3 separate regions of the Mus musculus genome follow, and regions 2 and 3 are each linked to region 1. A link is a contact called in public HiChIP or PLAC-seq data. All regions are on one chromosome and are shown on one strand. The core of a region is the stretch at or near the end of the contact, and the rest is flanking DNA. Distances in the headings are between cores, read along the strand shown.

The links. HiChIP or PLAC-seq counts read pairs in DNA pulled down with a chosen protein or histone mark.
Region 2: a BATF HiChIP or PLAC-seq map of CD8 T cells shows a contact between it and region 1, with 9 read pairs. The contact joins two enhancer-like sites. A contact is called at or near these places in 1 of 39 promoter capture datasets (frontonasal cranial neural crest), 1 of 15 datasets of contacts at CTCF or cohesin (the NIH/3T3 cell line), 4 of 484 Hi-C or Micro-C datasets (bone marrow-derived macrophages, nephron progenitors, olfactory sensory neurons and 1 more) and 8 of 115 datasets of contacts at active chromatin or transcription factors (CD8 T cells, bone marrow-derived macrophages, craniofacial prominence and 5 more).
Region 3: a contact with region 1 is called in a BATF HiChIP or PLAC-seq map of CD8 T cells, with 5 read pairs. The contact joins two enhancer-like sites. A contact is called at or near these places in 1 of 39 promoter capture datasets (frontonasal cranial neural crest), 5 of 484 Hi-C or Micro-C datasets (the C2C12 cell line, bone marrow-derived macrophages, nephron progenitors and 2 more), 5 of 115 datasets of contacts at active chromatin or transcription factors (CD8 T cells, bone marrow-derived macrophages, craniofacial prominence and 2 more) and 2 of 9 other capture datasets (adipose tissue and liver).

Annotation. Positions count from the first base shown.
Region 1 is chr4:95,032,967-95,038,074 of GRCm38.p6, forward strand. No RefSeq gene overlaps it. Among named protein-coding and RNA genes, the nearest start is that of Jun, 17 kb to the right of the region's middle. Within about 2 kb of position 2,670, at least 12 of the 459 cell types and tissues checked have an H3K27ac peak or open chromatin away from gene starts, as enhancers often do. A contact at or near this core is called in CD8 T cells, where this site is marked.
Region 2 is chr4:95,705,981-95,711,088 of GRCm38.p6, forward strand. The region is part of intron 6 of Fggy (FGGY carbohydrate kinase domain containing); the gene reads left to right. Among named protein-coding and RNA genes, the nearest start is that of Fggy, 150 kb to the left of the region's middle. Within about 2 kb of position 2,396, at least 13 of the 459 cell types and tissues checked have an H3K27ac peak or open chromatin away from gene starts, as enhancers often do. A contact at or near this core is called in CD8 T cells, where this site is marked.
Region 3 is chr4:95,621,366-95,626,473 of GRCm38.p6, forward strand. Fggy (FGGY carbohydrate kinase domain containing) reads left to right here. Exons shown (of 16, transcript NM_001113412.1): 5 at 2,116-2,204. Among named protein-coding and RNA genes, the nearest start is that of Fggy, 66 kb to the left of the region's middle. Within about 2 kb of position 2,711, at least 28 of the 459 cell types and tissues checked have an H3K27ac peak or open chromatin away from gene starts, as enhancers often do. A contact at or near this core is called in CD8 T cells, where this site is marked.

The DNA of each region.
Region 1 (5,108 bases), core at 1,420-3,919:
GCTATAAATAGAGTCTGTCCTGGCTTTCTGGTCACTGGCTGGTGGAACAAGGGATTTTCTGATACAAGTTCTTCACCAGACTGTTTTAAAAAAAGATAATGTGTTTATACTTGATGCTCTAGAGGTAACAACAGCTATACTTATGACCCAGCATACCACAAAAAAAGTGTGTTGGCTAGGTCTTCTAATTTTTAAGTGAGGGTTAGAGGGTGGGCAGAACAGGGAGCGTGAAGTCTGCCCTTTGGCACCATCTACCAGCATTGTTTTTTTTAAAGATATTATTTATGATTATACATAAGTACACTGTAGCTGTCTTCAAATGCGCCAGAAGAGGGCATCAGGTCTCATTATGGGTGGTTGTGAGCCACCATGTGGTTGCTGGGATTTGAACTCAGGACCTTTGGGAGAGCAGTCAGTGCTCTTACCCGCTGAGCCATTTCTCCAGCCCTACCGGCATTGGTTTTAACCCAACGATCCCGTGGAGGAGAGTTGTGGTGTATTTATTTAATGTATTGGATATCTACTGATACTTTATTTGATTTATACTTCTAATCTATGGGCTAGTAAAGAGAGCATATAGCAAATCTCATTATCTCACTTTAAAGAAACAAGAGTCTTTCATCTCTGTATCACTTTTCCCATTCCAACAATCACCACTTTCCTTCTTCAGTTTTCTCATGTAAAAACATGGATTTTGTTTTTGTATAGACATCAAGGGGCAGGGCAAACCACAGCACACTTGAGCAAACAGAAGGTCTAGCTGACTTGGGATGTAAGGAAACACATTAAGTTTTGAGTCTGCTACTGTGATTTCACAGTGAGCATCAAATCCTCGCTGAGACTCAGGACATTTTCAAAGGGGGTGCTTCTGGTTTGTCTTGGTGCTTGGGAAAAAAGCTGCTTCTAAGTTGGGCAAGAAACAACTGGTTATCCACATTTGGCTAACCAGACATGCCAGATCAAAAGCAGGACATGAATCCAGATCTCAAGACCCTAGAACAAGTTGAAATAGCAAGCTCCCCACCCCCACACACTATTATGATCTATTCTCCTTACAGAATGCAGCCAAGCTGCTCGGAGGAGTGCTAACTGCAATGTTTGATGTATAAAAGAGAAAAATCCCAACTTTTTCTAGGTTTCTGTCAGATCTGTTTGAAATTCAGCGGCCTAGCAAACTGTGGTTTATTGTTGATGTTTTCATCTGAAATGGAACTTCAAACAACAGGACATAAAGCCCAGAGAAAGATTGAAGAGAGAAAAAACTGTGGCCACTTGGCTTCCCAATTCTCCACCTGTGCTAAGGAAAAGGACTTGGTATTCCCTGTAAGCTCTCTGTGTCACAGGTGCTACTCAGGAGTGAGCCATTGCTGAGCTGTTGGAATCTTACAGTATGGCAGCTTGAATATGTAATGTCTTCTACAGTTTCCTTGTCAACTAGTAGTCGTAGGACCTTTGGGGCCGGAGGCCTATGTGCAGAGGTAGACCCATGGGCATCCTATTTTCCTTTCTGTTGCTGTGATAAAACACTCAGATAAACACTGCATGGAAGAAAGGTTTACTTGGCTTACCCATCATTGAGTGGGGTAGGGTTAAGGCAGAAACTCAAACAGCCAGTAACGTCACACCCACAGTCAAGACCAGAGACAAACCAACACTTCTATGCTTGCTTTCTGTCACACACCTTTCCTCTGACTTCTCTACCTTGAGTGAAACTCAGTGCATAGGAAAATGGTAAGAAGACCCACAATGGGGTGAGTCTCCCTATACCAAGTTAACAGTCAAGAGAATCCCCTCCCCCCATAGAAATGCCCACAGGCCAACCTGATCTAGATAATCCCCCCACGATTCTAGGTTGTGGCAAGTGGACATGTTAAAAATATTACACTGTGGCTTTAGAGGCTGGGTTCTGTGTTTCTTGATCGGCTAAGATGTTAATGTTGCAGCTATGATGAGAAGAGCTGATCCGGGTGCCATAATGGACCATGAACCAAAAAGAACATCTCTCTTAAATTATCGCTATCAGGTATCTGTCACATCAACAAGAAAAATGTGACCACATCATCCACAGAGGTAGTGTGATGATGATACCAAGAGCTTGATCTTCAAGTAAAATCTTGTTCCTGTTCCTCAGAGTCCCAGGACTTTTAAATAATCACACTGCCTCAGTTCCTTCATCTGGGATGAAATCTATAAGGCTTATGTGAAGAAATGCAAACATAGCTCTGTCACAAGAGCTACAGAAGAAACAGTGGTCTCTCAGAGCCAGGGATTCATGCTTGTACATTAATATAAAGTAGTGAGGCCTTCAGGAAGAGACTGTTCTTTGTTAACTGCCATATAACTCCTGAGGTGGTTGAAGACTAGAGGGCTTGGGCACTAAATTTGGTCATAGAGTATTATGCTGAACTCTTGGAATTCCTGCGCTGTATATGGAGACTTCCCCTGAGAGAACTCTTAAGTCCCAACTCTATGGGTCTCCTCTCTACTTCTAACACTTATCCTTGAAGAGGACAGGCCCACACCTTGACATCACTGACTAATTCTTTCAGGTGTCAGCTGAAAGGTCACTTCCTAGGGAAGCCTTTTGTAGTGACTAAGCTGAGTAAATCCCCTCATTGCCCTGCCCCCCACATCTCTGGTAGTGCTTTTACTACATCTGTGGTACACCACCGCTTGCTCTGACCCTGCAGTCCTTTACAAAGAGCAAAGCTCCATTGGGCCAGTGAGTCACATCTGTTTAATAGGTCTTTTTCCTTATTTGACAAACTCAACTTCAACTATTTGGTCTGAAAATAGTTGAGGTTTGACTGACAGGCACTGTGAATCATATTTACTTTAGTCCCTGATGTTGCCACTCACCAAAACACCATCTTACCATTTTAATGGCCAACTTTTATTCATTCCTTTAAGATGCAAGTCCAAGTACCTTCTACAGACAGGGAGAAGTTAATGAACTCTACTACACAGGTATTTGTTCTCAGTCCCCACTGTATTCACTGCTATGATAGCAGCCAACATGCTGAATGATGTTAGTCTCTCTCTTTCTCTCTCTCTCTCTCTCTCTCTCTCTTTTTACTTGCTCTCTCTCTTCCAGGATTATTTACCTCTTTCTTGTTTACTTCAATAAATGTGGGATGAAGGAGTAGAATGAACACCATCTTTTGTAAGCATGGTGGGAAATCAATCCCATATTAATGTCTACTTTTCTTCTCCCATGGGTGTGGCCAAATACTTGACACAAAGGACATAAAGGGATAATAGTTTATTTTGGTTTATAGTCTCAGGGAATATAGCATATCATGGGGGAAAGTAGGCATGATGGCAGTAGCATGAGTTGATTGGTCACATTGTGTCCATAGTTGGGCAACAACAGTTTGTTGTCATGTGGCTTCATCCTTTTTCCTAATCATATTAACACTTCAACCCATGAGATGATGCTGTTAACATTCAGAGTAGATCTTTCCTCTCCCTCCCAGAAACCTCTTTGGAATCTCCTTCAAAAGACATACCCAGAGGTGTGTCTTCTAGGTGTTTTCAAATGTAGTTAAGTTGACAGTGAAGATTAGCTATCACAGTAGTCTAACATGGAAAGGTTGTAAGGCCATTTGTGACACAAATTACTCACCCTACCCTATTTTAGCCCAGACTTGTCTCAGTACACACAATAGAGATCAGTCTGGTGTAGAGTTTTCACAGTTGTAACACTGGGACCTTCCGCTCACGTATGCTTAAAGCCAATTTTTATTACTAGGGGTTTTCAGGTCCTTCTCGCATATCTCAGATCCTGGGTGTTATGATATTTGATTCATTTCAAGAAGGGGGAAATTTTGGTCATGGGGTATTAGGCTGAACTTTGTGAATCTCTGCCCTGTGTATGGAGCCTTTCCCTGAGGGAGGTCTTAAGTCTTAACTGTATGGATTTCCTTGCTACTTCAAACATTCACCTTTAGTGTCTCCTCATGATTCAGTCATGATAACAGTTTGTTTCATCCTCTTTTCTGCTTTTACTGTTTGTTATGTTCAACAGTCACCAAAGAGATAGGCTTAAGCATTACGTGTTTTCTGTTTGACCTTCCAGACCAATTCCCTATCTTCTCCTCCCTAGATCTTGATTTTTCTTTGAAGATCTCCTCCAACCTCCCTACATGGCCAAATAGTTTTCAGAAACTCATTATCTTGGTTCCAGAGGTGAGTGGATAACCTGTATTTAAGGCAACGGATAAGCTCCCAACCCCAAATGGATATGAAAACAACAAAACACAATCTAGGGAGCCCATGAGGAAATGTTGAATCTACCACATTTATGTGGACAGAAAGCTGAACTTCTGGGCATTGCCACCTGGAGATGAGGAGGAAGCTGATCATTCCCATAGCAAGTGGAGTACCAAGAGATAAAGGATAAAAAGGCTACACTTTGTAGGTAGTAGTGAGCTCTGTAGATAGCCAGATGTACAGCTACCTCCACCATGGCTTTTCAGTGACATTCCTCTGCTGAGATTGAATTTTCTGTCACGTGAGGTCAAAAAGTCCTAATGGATATGTCTATGCTTTGCCAGAGTTATGCCTGACCTTTCCCATGTGTTACCGTTTTTTAATCCTTACAACAATCTAAGAAAAATAGGTATTATTAACTTCATTTTATAAATAAAGCTGCCGAAACTCAAAGAAGCTAACCATTTTCCCACTCCCAGCCAGTGTTCGGTATTAAACTGCAGCTCCGATCTCTGCACTGTTCTCTAAGCGTAGGTTGTAGGTAGAGTATAATGGCATTGTGTCCCTTTGTCAGAATTCCATGTCTTCAGCCCTTTCTTTCCCTTCTAATTAGCACTGCTAATTCATTATCTTCCTCCCCTCTACTCCTACACTTTGACTTCCAGAATCCAAAGGAGAAACACTAGTCTCTCCATCAAATTAGTCATTCTTCTGCTGGAGGCAGGGGGCTGGCTGTGATGACCACTGCCAGCCTGGACAGCATGCTGTGTAAACCTGGGTGCTGGCAATTCTTTCTTTCCAGGCATTCAGCCATTCTCAGAGGCTTCTCTGACAATATCGGGGTGGTTGGAGGCAGAGAGGGGAACCTAGGCTGATAGGCACCCTGCTTGGGCTTG
Region 2 (5,108 bases), core at 1,146-3,645, 670 kb after region 1:
ATATATACATGGCAATTATAATAAAATAAAAAAGCTATCAATTTGAGAGAAAGCTAGGAACAGGAGGACATGGAAGGAATTGGAGGGATATTGTTTTAATTAGCTTACTCTTTCATATATTACATCCTGACAGCAGTTTCCTCTCCCTCCCTCTGCTCACCCACCACCTCCATCATCTCCCCCACCTCTTCCATCTTCATCCACTCCTCCTCTGTTTTGGTTCAGAAAAAGGTAGGGTTCCCAGGGCTATCAATTAAACATGGCATATCAAGTTACAATACGTTAGGTACTTCCCCTCATATTAAGTCTGGATGAGGCAGTCCAGTAAGAGGACAAGGGCCCCAAAAGTAGGAAAAAGGATCATAAATACCCCTCCCTTTGTTAAGAGTCCCACAAAACACCAAGCTACACAACTATAGCATATATGGACAGGGCCTAGGTTAGAGCCATGCAGGGTCCCTGATTGTCCCTTCAGTCTTAGTGAGCCCCTTTGAGTCTATGTTGATTCTCTGGCTTTTCTTGTGATGCTCTCAACTCCCCCTGGTTCGAACAATCCTTCCCTTCTTCAGCAGGATTCCCTGAACTCTGCCTAATGTTTGGCTGTGGGTCTCTACATCCAGTTCCATCAATTGCTGGATGAAGTCTCTCTGATAACAATTGGGTTAGGCACCAATCTGAGTATAGCAGAATGTCAGTAGCCATCATTTCACTGACTTATTTTCCTAGTCATGTTTGGTTCTATCCTAGTTTCTGGGCCTTCTGACCTCTGGTTTCTGTTCCTCCAGGCACTGTGTCATGGATGTGCTCCCTCTCATGTTATGGGTCAGGTCTCAGGCTGGACCAGTTATTGGTTGACTATTCCCACAATTTCTATGTCATCTTTACCCCAGCACATCATGCTGGCAGGACGGATTGTAGGTTGAAGGTTTTACAGCTGGGTTGGTATATGAAGCCTACCACTGGAAGTCTTGCCTGGTTACAGGAGATAGCAGGTTCAGGAAAAATATTCCCTATTACTAGTAGTATTAGCTAGGGCCATCCTAATAGATTTTTGGGAGTTTCCATTGCCCTAGGTTTCTCCCCTGCCCCCAAATTGCCTCCCAACTCCAGTTGTCTCTTTTGGTGGGATATATTTATTCGGTGTACATGTATAGTCCTCCCTTTTTATTTAAAATACAGGAAATGGGAAAATGCAGATTCCCTATGGTTTGTGTGTAACTTAGTGGTTACTTAGTGGTTATGGTTTGTAAACTTAGTGGTTACGTAGATTAACTAGAGTGTTAGGTTGCTGAGGTTGACTAAACCAAGCAGATGTTCATGCATTGTATATCAATCGCTTCAAGGTGATTTCTTAATATTAATCTAATTTTCCTAACCAGTCTTGGTAGGTAATATTGTATCATTATACTAATGAAGAAACTACAGTGCAGGGCATTCTGGTGTTCAAGGTCATAGGTTTAAAAAGCCATAGATTCTGGAATCTCATAGGCCAGAGGTTCAGTTCAAGAGAGCTCAGATTGCATTTGAAGACATGTGTTTTCCTCGGAGCCTCACAGTTAAAACGCCACAGCAATGCAGGTAGGGAGTGGTATCATTAGAGGAGCAGGGACCTGGATATAGCAATCAGTGTGAAACAGTTGAACAGGCTGAGTTTGACTCACCTCCTGAAATCACCTTTCCCAAGACAAGCATGGTAGGCATTCAGCAAGATTTTAATTCCAGGCCGCCTGTCACTCAAGCACATTGGTGCTGATTGGAAGAGACCTCTCACCTTCACTTATGAATCCTCTTTCTGAGTACCACCGCAGAAGCTGAGGAGATGGCTCCTGACATTCCTGGAAAGAAGGAACAGAATATTTCCTTGAGAGGCTGAACTAGTAGTTTTAATCACATCAAGTACACAATTAGTTTACTTTTCCTTTCTCTGAAGGCTATTCGCCTAGGACTTGCATCTAGATCCTGTGCACACTAGATGCTATGTCATCATTGTCATTCATTTAGAGAGGGGTTCATCCAGCATTCTTGAGAGGCTTCTCCTGTGCCCCACTAGCTTTTGCATTGCATGTGACATGTCATCACTCTTATGCCTCACTTTCATGGTCACGCAGAAGGTAAGTGGTGACCTTGGTGTCTGAGGTGACCTACCCCTGTCTCCATGGTTCTTCTGTGGTTTCTTTCCCTCAACCCCATTCTGTGAGTTTTGACTTCTAGATACCCATGACCTTTTAAGTTTCTCAGCACAGATCAACCTTTCTGAGAATCCACAACAGGGGGCTGCTGTGATGAGTTTGTCGGGTCACTAGTTGACTAATGACTTTCTTTAAGGCCTTCTGGCAGGCGCTGCCTTGCCTTGAACTTTATTGATCCCAGAAGTTTGCCTGCCACTCAGGCAGCCTCTGCAGGTTCTGGGAGGTAATGAGTCATGGATCCACCTACTCTGTGACCCATCTCCTCTTGTGGTGAGCAGAATGAAGATCATCTCTTTGTGGTATCATAAAACTTAGAGAATGACATTAAAATTCTGTTAAATTTTCATACCATTTTACCTGTAGAAATATACAACGTATGGGAGGGGAGAGCAAACCAAATACCCCTATTGGTGTTCTTCCCTGCTGTTCCTATTTCAGAAGCTACTTAAGGGACAAGGTAATGATTTTATGAGGCTTATTAATACTTCATGTTCTTTGCCCCTCCTCCTGCCCTTTTCTGTCAAGGACTTTGTATCTTGGCTTTAAACTGAAGCAACTCAGCTGCCAGCACGTTGTTAAAAGCAAAATCTTTGCAGTGTCTTGCTTGTTCTGTGATGCACACCATGCACAAAGGTCTGAGGTTGACTCTTGCTACTGGGGGAAAACAGTGTTTATTTTCCAGACTTACTTTGGGGTAACTGTTGGGGAGCTAGACTAACATGAGTTTGCAACCTGATGCTGCCTTGTACTACCAAACCAGTACTTAACCTGTGTGGGGTTCAAAGGGCAAGCAGTATATCTGCTTGGTAACTTCAGTGACTTCATATAAAGCCTTTTAAAAATTGAACTAAAATATATTTGCATTATCCTTCCCCATTCACCATTCTGTTCCCCCATGTCCAACCTGAATTTATGGATTCTTTTTCTTCAGCCTTTGTATAGACATAGGAACAAATCATCATATAAATACAGCCTGCAGAGTTCTTTCAGTGTTACATATATATGTTCATATTATGAATATATACGTACATATATATTCATATTTCTAGTGGTGAGTACTTAGCATTGGATAACCACACAGGGGACTAATCCCTGGGAAAGACCAATTCTCCCTATCTCATCAGTTTTTAATCGCATTTACCTCTTCATCTAGGCATGGGACCTGGTGAGATTGCTCCCATCTGCATTGTGATGCCAACTGTTGTTTGAATTGTTCAAGTCCTGATTAAGAACATGCTGTTGTGATTTCATTAGTGTAGTTTTTTCTGTAATAGCTAGAAGGCACAATCTTATAGCAACCTTCATGGATTTATGGCTCTTAAAATACTTTCATGTTTTTTTCCTCAGGGTTTCCTGAGACACAGGTGCAGGAGGTTTTTTGTTTGTTTGTTTGTTTGTTGTTGTTGGTTTTTTTTTTTTCTGGTTTATCAGCTGGCGATAGGCACCCTAGTATCAGTTGTTCATTTTAACCATTTGGGCTTTTTTTATAATGGTCCCCTGCTGTTGCAAAAAAAACCAAGTGTTTTGATGGTTGTTAAGATCTATGCTTATCTGTCCATGTGCAGATAAGTATTTAGACTACAGTTAGGAATTAAACTTGTTTACCACAATGGATCTTGTAGGTCCTCGTCTAAGATCCATGGCCTCACAAGCCAGGTGCAGTTGACTAGTTTTCCCACCTGCTAAGCAGGCCTTGAGTACAGTTAGATGGCTATTAGTTACCACCAAGATATAAATGTCACTGTTGCACTTTTAGGGAAGTCTTGTCATGTGGGTCATTGGTGTGGTTTATGGGCATTATAGCTGGGTAAGACTATTTCTTTCCTTCCTTAGAAGCTTGCATATTACCTTCTAGTGCTGTGAAAGTTAGTTCTTCCCTGAGGCTCTCTTAATGTGTCATTGATGGGGTAGATCTTGTCTGGTATAAGAACACAACCAATCAATCTCTCTCTCTGTCTCTCTCTCTCTCTCTCTCTCTCTCTCTCTCTCTCTCTCTCTCTCTCTCTCCTCTCTTTAATAATGACTTTCATTTTTTTTCTGTTTCACATAGATATCACATTGAGCAACTTCCACAATGTCCCTTAACCCCTTTGCTACATTGAGTATGCAAAGCAAACTGGAGACTCATTTGTAGTGGGCTTGTGAGCACTAATAAATTCATCTCACTTCATTTTGTGTTCACCCTTGGATTCATTTACTCTTTAGTCTATTTTATTTTTTATTGTCTTTGCGTTCTTGTTATAGGCTGCTAGAGCATACTCAATGGCACATAGCAAATAGAAAACAATTCAGAATATGAGTGCTTAGTAAATACCTTACAAATAGTATTGGTCTATGCTGGGGAAGTAGGTAAGGATGGATGTCAGCAGTGGGACTGTCATCGGATGCTGTGGATATGTGTTACCATCTTTAGAGAGGGAATAGAAATGGATGTGAGAAAGCTTTGAGCAATTCCAGCTCATGAAAGACAAGGCTGAGGGTGCCTGCAGATATCTGTAAAAGCCATCAATATAGCCAGACCAGGAATGTTTACAGTGTGGAGGAAGGGTCTCTGTGGTTGTAAGCAGAGGGAGGTGAAGACTGAAAACTGTCTGCTTATACAGTGACATGTGTGTGTGTGTGTGTGTGTGTGTGTGTGTGTGTGTGTGTGTGTGTGTAGGGGTGTACCAATCTGTATATGCTCCATGATACTACAGACTAGGGCATTTATGAACACTAGTACTCTGTGTCTCCCAGTTTTGGAGACAATCTACTGGGGTCTGATATTGGTTGACTTTCTGTGTTCTCACAGGGAGAAAGACAGGATAAGAGAGTAAACTCATCACTCCAGACTGTTTACATATGAGCATTAATGCACTCATCCATATCCCTAAAGGCCCTTTCTCATCAGTTTTTTTTCTGGATATTAAGTTTGCAACA
Region 3 (5,108 bases), core at 1,461-3,960, 590 kb after region 1:
ATGGAAATAGGTTTTTCAGACTATCCAAAAGGCATACTGCTAGTTTGACTCACATAATATCAAAGGCTACTACTTTCTAGATGTCACTTGTTAAGTGTTCAGGGTTATACAAGTTCATAGCTCTGTTAGGAATGTTTTGTAAATCATAAGCTCTGATTTATTTGATGTTAAAATGTATGAATATCTAAAGAGAAATTTGGGACTCATTTCCTTCTCAACAGAGGCTTGTCACATACACGGTAACAGAATGGTTGTAATACTTTGGCTTTTATGCTTGAGTCTTTGATGTCCTCATTGCACTAGAACCCTGTACTTAAGACAGTGTGTGGACTTGGATTTATGTGCTAAAGCAGAATTTCAAGGGACAGTAAGTAGCAAAAATCTGGAATTTGAGAATACAAACATGTATAAACTAGGTAAGTGTCTGTCAAACTGATGTAATAACTGCTAGCTCTTTTGCATTCCCGGAGAAGGCAAGCCACACAGGTGGAAGTCATTGTACCATGACAGATCCCTGTCACAGCAGAGAGACTGGAAGGGGAATCTAAGCAGTTTGTTTAGTAGGTCAGTAGATTTGTATTGTACCACAAAGGCATAATATGTTCTTGTGAAGTCTGCACCGTTGCCTTTAGGTTCCAGAAATACCCTGAGTTTATGATAAATTCCTTTCTGTGTGTCTTGCAACAAAGAATAGTTAAAAGCAAGAAGACGTAGCAAGTCAAGTGACTGGTAGTCTTTCTTGCTTTGTCTTCTGTTGTCTTTACTTCTTCAGCTCTAGGAACTTTGCAGAAAGGAGTTGCTTCGTCCTTTCCAAGTTTCCATTTACAGACAGAGCTTGGATGGCTTCATTTCAACCTTGATTTTAAAATCCTGCACGAAGAATTGTGCGTGGCTTAGCTAAGTCACATGTCAACTAATCAAGTCCTTATCATGAGAGGACTAAACTTATGGAATGTCCACTCAGCAGCCAAAAGTCCACTCAGTATGTAGGAAGAGAGGTATCATGGTCACCAAAGTTGCCAAAATCTTTAACCTCATAGAGCATCCAGAGCAGGAAAAATGGAGTACATTACCTGTCTTAGTTAAGGTTTTACTCCTATGAAGTGATACCATGACCAAGGCAATCTTATAAGGGACAACATATAATTCGGAATGGTTTACAGGTTTAGAGATCCAGTCTATTATCATCAAGGTGGGAGCATGGCAGCATCCAGGCAGGCATGGTGCTGGAGGAGCTGAGAGTTCTACTTCTTGGCCAGAAGGCAAATAGAATACTGTCTTCAGGTAGCTAGGACGAGGGTCGCAAAGCCCATCCCCCACAGTGACACCCTTCCTTCACCAAGGCCATACTTCCTAATAGTGCTACTCCTTGGGCCAAGCATATTAAACTACCACATTGCCCTAACAATTATGTGTGTGGTATGGAACTAGGTATAACCTTGAGTAGGACTTACCCCAGTGCTTGTAAGGTTAACCCGATGTATAGGAGGGCTGGAGTCATGGGAAAGAGTAGAGCAGCAAGTAAGGACTGAATTGTCCAGATTTGGTAGATGAAAAGAAAGCCCAGCAGCAAGAAAAAAAATCTGGCTACTTGACAATATGGAATAAAATAAATGTCTAAATGTTCCAACATCCTCTTGATTTGACTATATACTGGCTTAGGCAGGGAGTTCTTTGAGTTGACTTTGGTACCAGTCAGTATGCTGGGAATTTTCATGACAAGGCACATTGTAGATTCCTTGAGTAGTACTTAGTGTAGTTTTTTTTTTTTTTCTTGTGTATAGCTGTTAACTTCTTACTCCATGTTTGAAGCATAGCCTCTTGCCTTTGCCAAGAGGCTGGGTTGCATATCCACAGAAATGTTTTCTCCCTAGCCAGATTGCAAAGGGGACGAAAGGAAAATTATGGTCATTTTTGGAAGGATCAATAATTGTCATGTTTTCTTTCCTGTATAAATACTACTTTTATACCACCCTCCCCCAAGCCCTTACACAGATGTTTTCATGAACATTGTTGGCTCCACTTTTGTTTTGAAAAATTTGAAACATTTTTGAAAGGGGAGAAGAGTTGGGAAAAAAACTCCTAATTGATTCTAATATATATTTAATTTGGCAGAACTTGAGAGAGATTTGCTGGGATAAGGCGGGACATTTCTTTGATCTCCCAGACTTCTTATCATGGAAGGCAACAGGTGTCACAGCACGGTATGTTAATTACAAGTTAGATTTTATTTGTGTTCTTCCAGTCCTGGGTGTCTCTCTATATATTGCTTTCTTAACTCTCTTTGACTGGACATAATGTTTTTCCATCTGCATGTGATTTTGCATACTTGAAACATCTTGAATCTATCTTCTGCCTCCACTGCATATGCCTAAGTCCCATTGTTTCCAATCTTGCTGGGAATGTGAGTATACAAGGTGAAGACCAGTCATTAAAATCGGACACATTTGAAGGGAGATATTAAAATTCAGAACCTACTCCAACTCTTTCTGAAGGTTTCTTCTATGTGGTGAATTAAAGAAAGAAAAAGATATGCTTCAGAAGTTAGGGTAGGATATGTTTTGCAAGGAAATGGGTGTTAGCTGAGTGCATGTGTTGTGAACTTAAGCCACGTTTTATGAAAATCTCCTAGAATTATCCCAGACCTGTGTTAAGACAGTGCTTACATTTGAGAACTTACACATGTTAAAAATAAACTGTGTTCCACGTGAGAGTACTTTTACAAATGCTCACTGAGTTGAGGTTGTGGTTGCTGTATGTGGGAATGAAGAGAGCGAGGTGTGAAACCTCAGTACGGCAAAGTGATGGTCATTTTGACCTCATCTTCAAAGAGATTTAGAGAAAGGATTGGTGTTCTGATTTGAGGAGGAGTCAGGATCTGGAGCTGGCAACCGCTGAGGACAAGAAGCAGTTGGAGAGGACAGATAAGGCCCGTGAAATGGGACAGATGCTCCTGAATGGGTTAGGGCTCCTTTTCCGCCTGTCACCCTTGGTGCGGTTGTAGCCTTTTCTTGGGGTAAGTTGATGAGAGTCAGAGTTTGGTCTAGGGGCTCCCAGAGAGAGACTAATAAAGGATGTAATCCACAAGTGTGTCCATTTTCATGTCAGCCTGCCCCTGCCATCCCAGTGAAAGATTCATTCCCCAGCGGCCCCTCAGTGGGGAAGGGATCCACTTCCAGGTGATGATGTCCTTGCCCATCCTTAGTTCTCCACCCTGCTTAAGAGAGAAGACTGGAGAAAGACGGAGGTCTGTGCTTTGCCCTGGATAGTACAACTCCTCACAGTCAAGGCCACTGTGGAGGGCGGTGTGTGGATGGAGTTCTTATCCTCAGCATTGCTCTCTTGGCTTGGCATTCTCTAAAGTAATTTCTGAGAGGGCCATTCTGTAGTCTATTTTTCTGCTTTTCTGAAGTAATGAACAAAATGTTATATTATTTTAGCCAAATGTGTCTATTTAGTCAAGGTACTGCTAACAAGTTGTGATTTTGCTGGGCTGAAAAATGAAACCAAGAAGGAGGAGCATCCGGGGCCACTGCTTGCTAAGCCACAGCCACTTCCTCCTCCTTGTCTCATTTCTCCATCCCTCTGTCCTCTCTCTCTCCCTCCCTCCTTCCAATTTTTTCTCTCTCTCCATCTTTCCCCTTCTCACATTCCTGCCGTTTCTCTATCACTCACTTCAGCTCCGTGTTGAGTTGGTCCTTGGCTCTTCTCAGTGACTCTGGATGGTGAACATACTCATTTCCTGTTATTTCCCGCTGCATTTTAGTCAGGGCTTTCAGAGGCTAGCCCTGACTAAAATAAACTTGATGAAATGCCAAGCATACACACACTGTGGATGTCACACTGAAATGTATGCTTCGTAATAGTTATGTGACCTTGGGCATGTCTCTTCTCTTCTTTTGAGCCTTACTATCTATATTTGTTAGTGGGGATCATAACTTCCTGCAAGCTTGTGAGAGTCCTATTGAAACTATTTTCTCAAGTCGCTCTTTTATAACAAGCACCTGAATCATTCATTGTATTATTTGTGTGGTAAGTGTGTGTGCTTTTGTGTAAATGTCTAAATTTCAAGTTGAGTGTTCTCGTTGATGGGTCTCCATTTTTATTTGTTGAGACAGAGCCTCTTGGTGGCCCCAGTTCCTGTCCAGTTCTTGCTTGTGTTTTTAGTTTTAAAATAATTGGCTGCCTAGTTCCCTCTTTCTGGCAGAGTCTTTACAGTAAGTTCCTGATACATTGCACAGAAGTCCCGATGGTCTTACCACAGTTGGCTACAGTAAATCCATTGTTTCTCCAGGTGAGTGTGCTTACTCATCAGTGAGTCCTTACAGCGAGAGTTGGATACTGTGGATAAGTGTGTGCCATCTAGTATTAAATAATAAAGCATTTGCAAACAAAAAGTCCCTCCTGTCTGTTTCATCTAGAACAAGGGTGATGAGGCCTGAAATAGAGTGTGTCAATGCCAAAAGAACCCTGGGCAACAGATCAGGAACTTGGCACCCAAAAAGTCAAGGTGAGGTTCTGATTTGGTGTTCATTTGGCTCTTTCATGTGCTTGCTTTGGGTGGCTTCGATGAAGTCAGTGCCAAAAAGCTAGAGGGTGTTTTTCTTTTTTGTTATTGGCTAAGAAGGGATCGGATTTCACCTGGTCTAAAGGTTACAAGCTTGTTTTTTGGCGTTGACAGTATAAGAAGGCCCTTCTTTCTTCTTTTTCCTTCTCCCCTAAGAAAGGAATTCGATTTAGCTGCTTACTTTTTTATCTGAGTCACTGAGAAAAATCACTGCTAGGCTTCTGATTTGTGGTTCATGTCTACACTTTCTACTGTAGTAATGAAAAGAGTTTCTGCTACTTTAATAATAAAAATATTAACAATAATGACGACAACAGCAATAGCAATAATAATAAAAATGAAAAGTGGTTGTCCTTTATCAAGGACCTTCACTTTTTCTGTGGTAAGCATATTGACAATTTTTAATTCAATTGGTACTCAGCCACCATCTGTTAGCGTACTGGTGTTAGTACTGTTTTTGCAATTTAAGAATTGAAATTGAATGTGTTAGTAATTTGCCACATTCTGACTACTGAGTGGGTAACTGTTCAGATCATGAGAA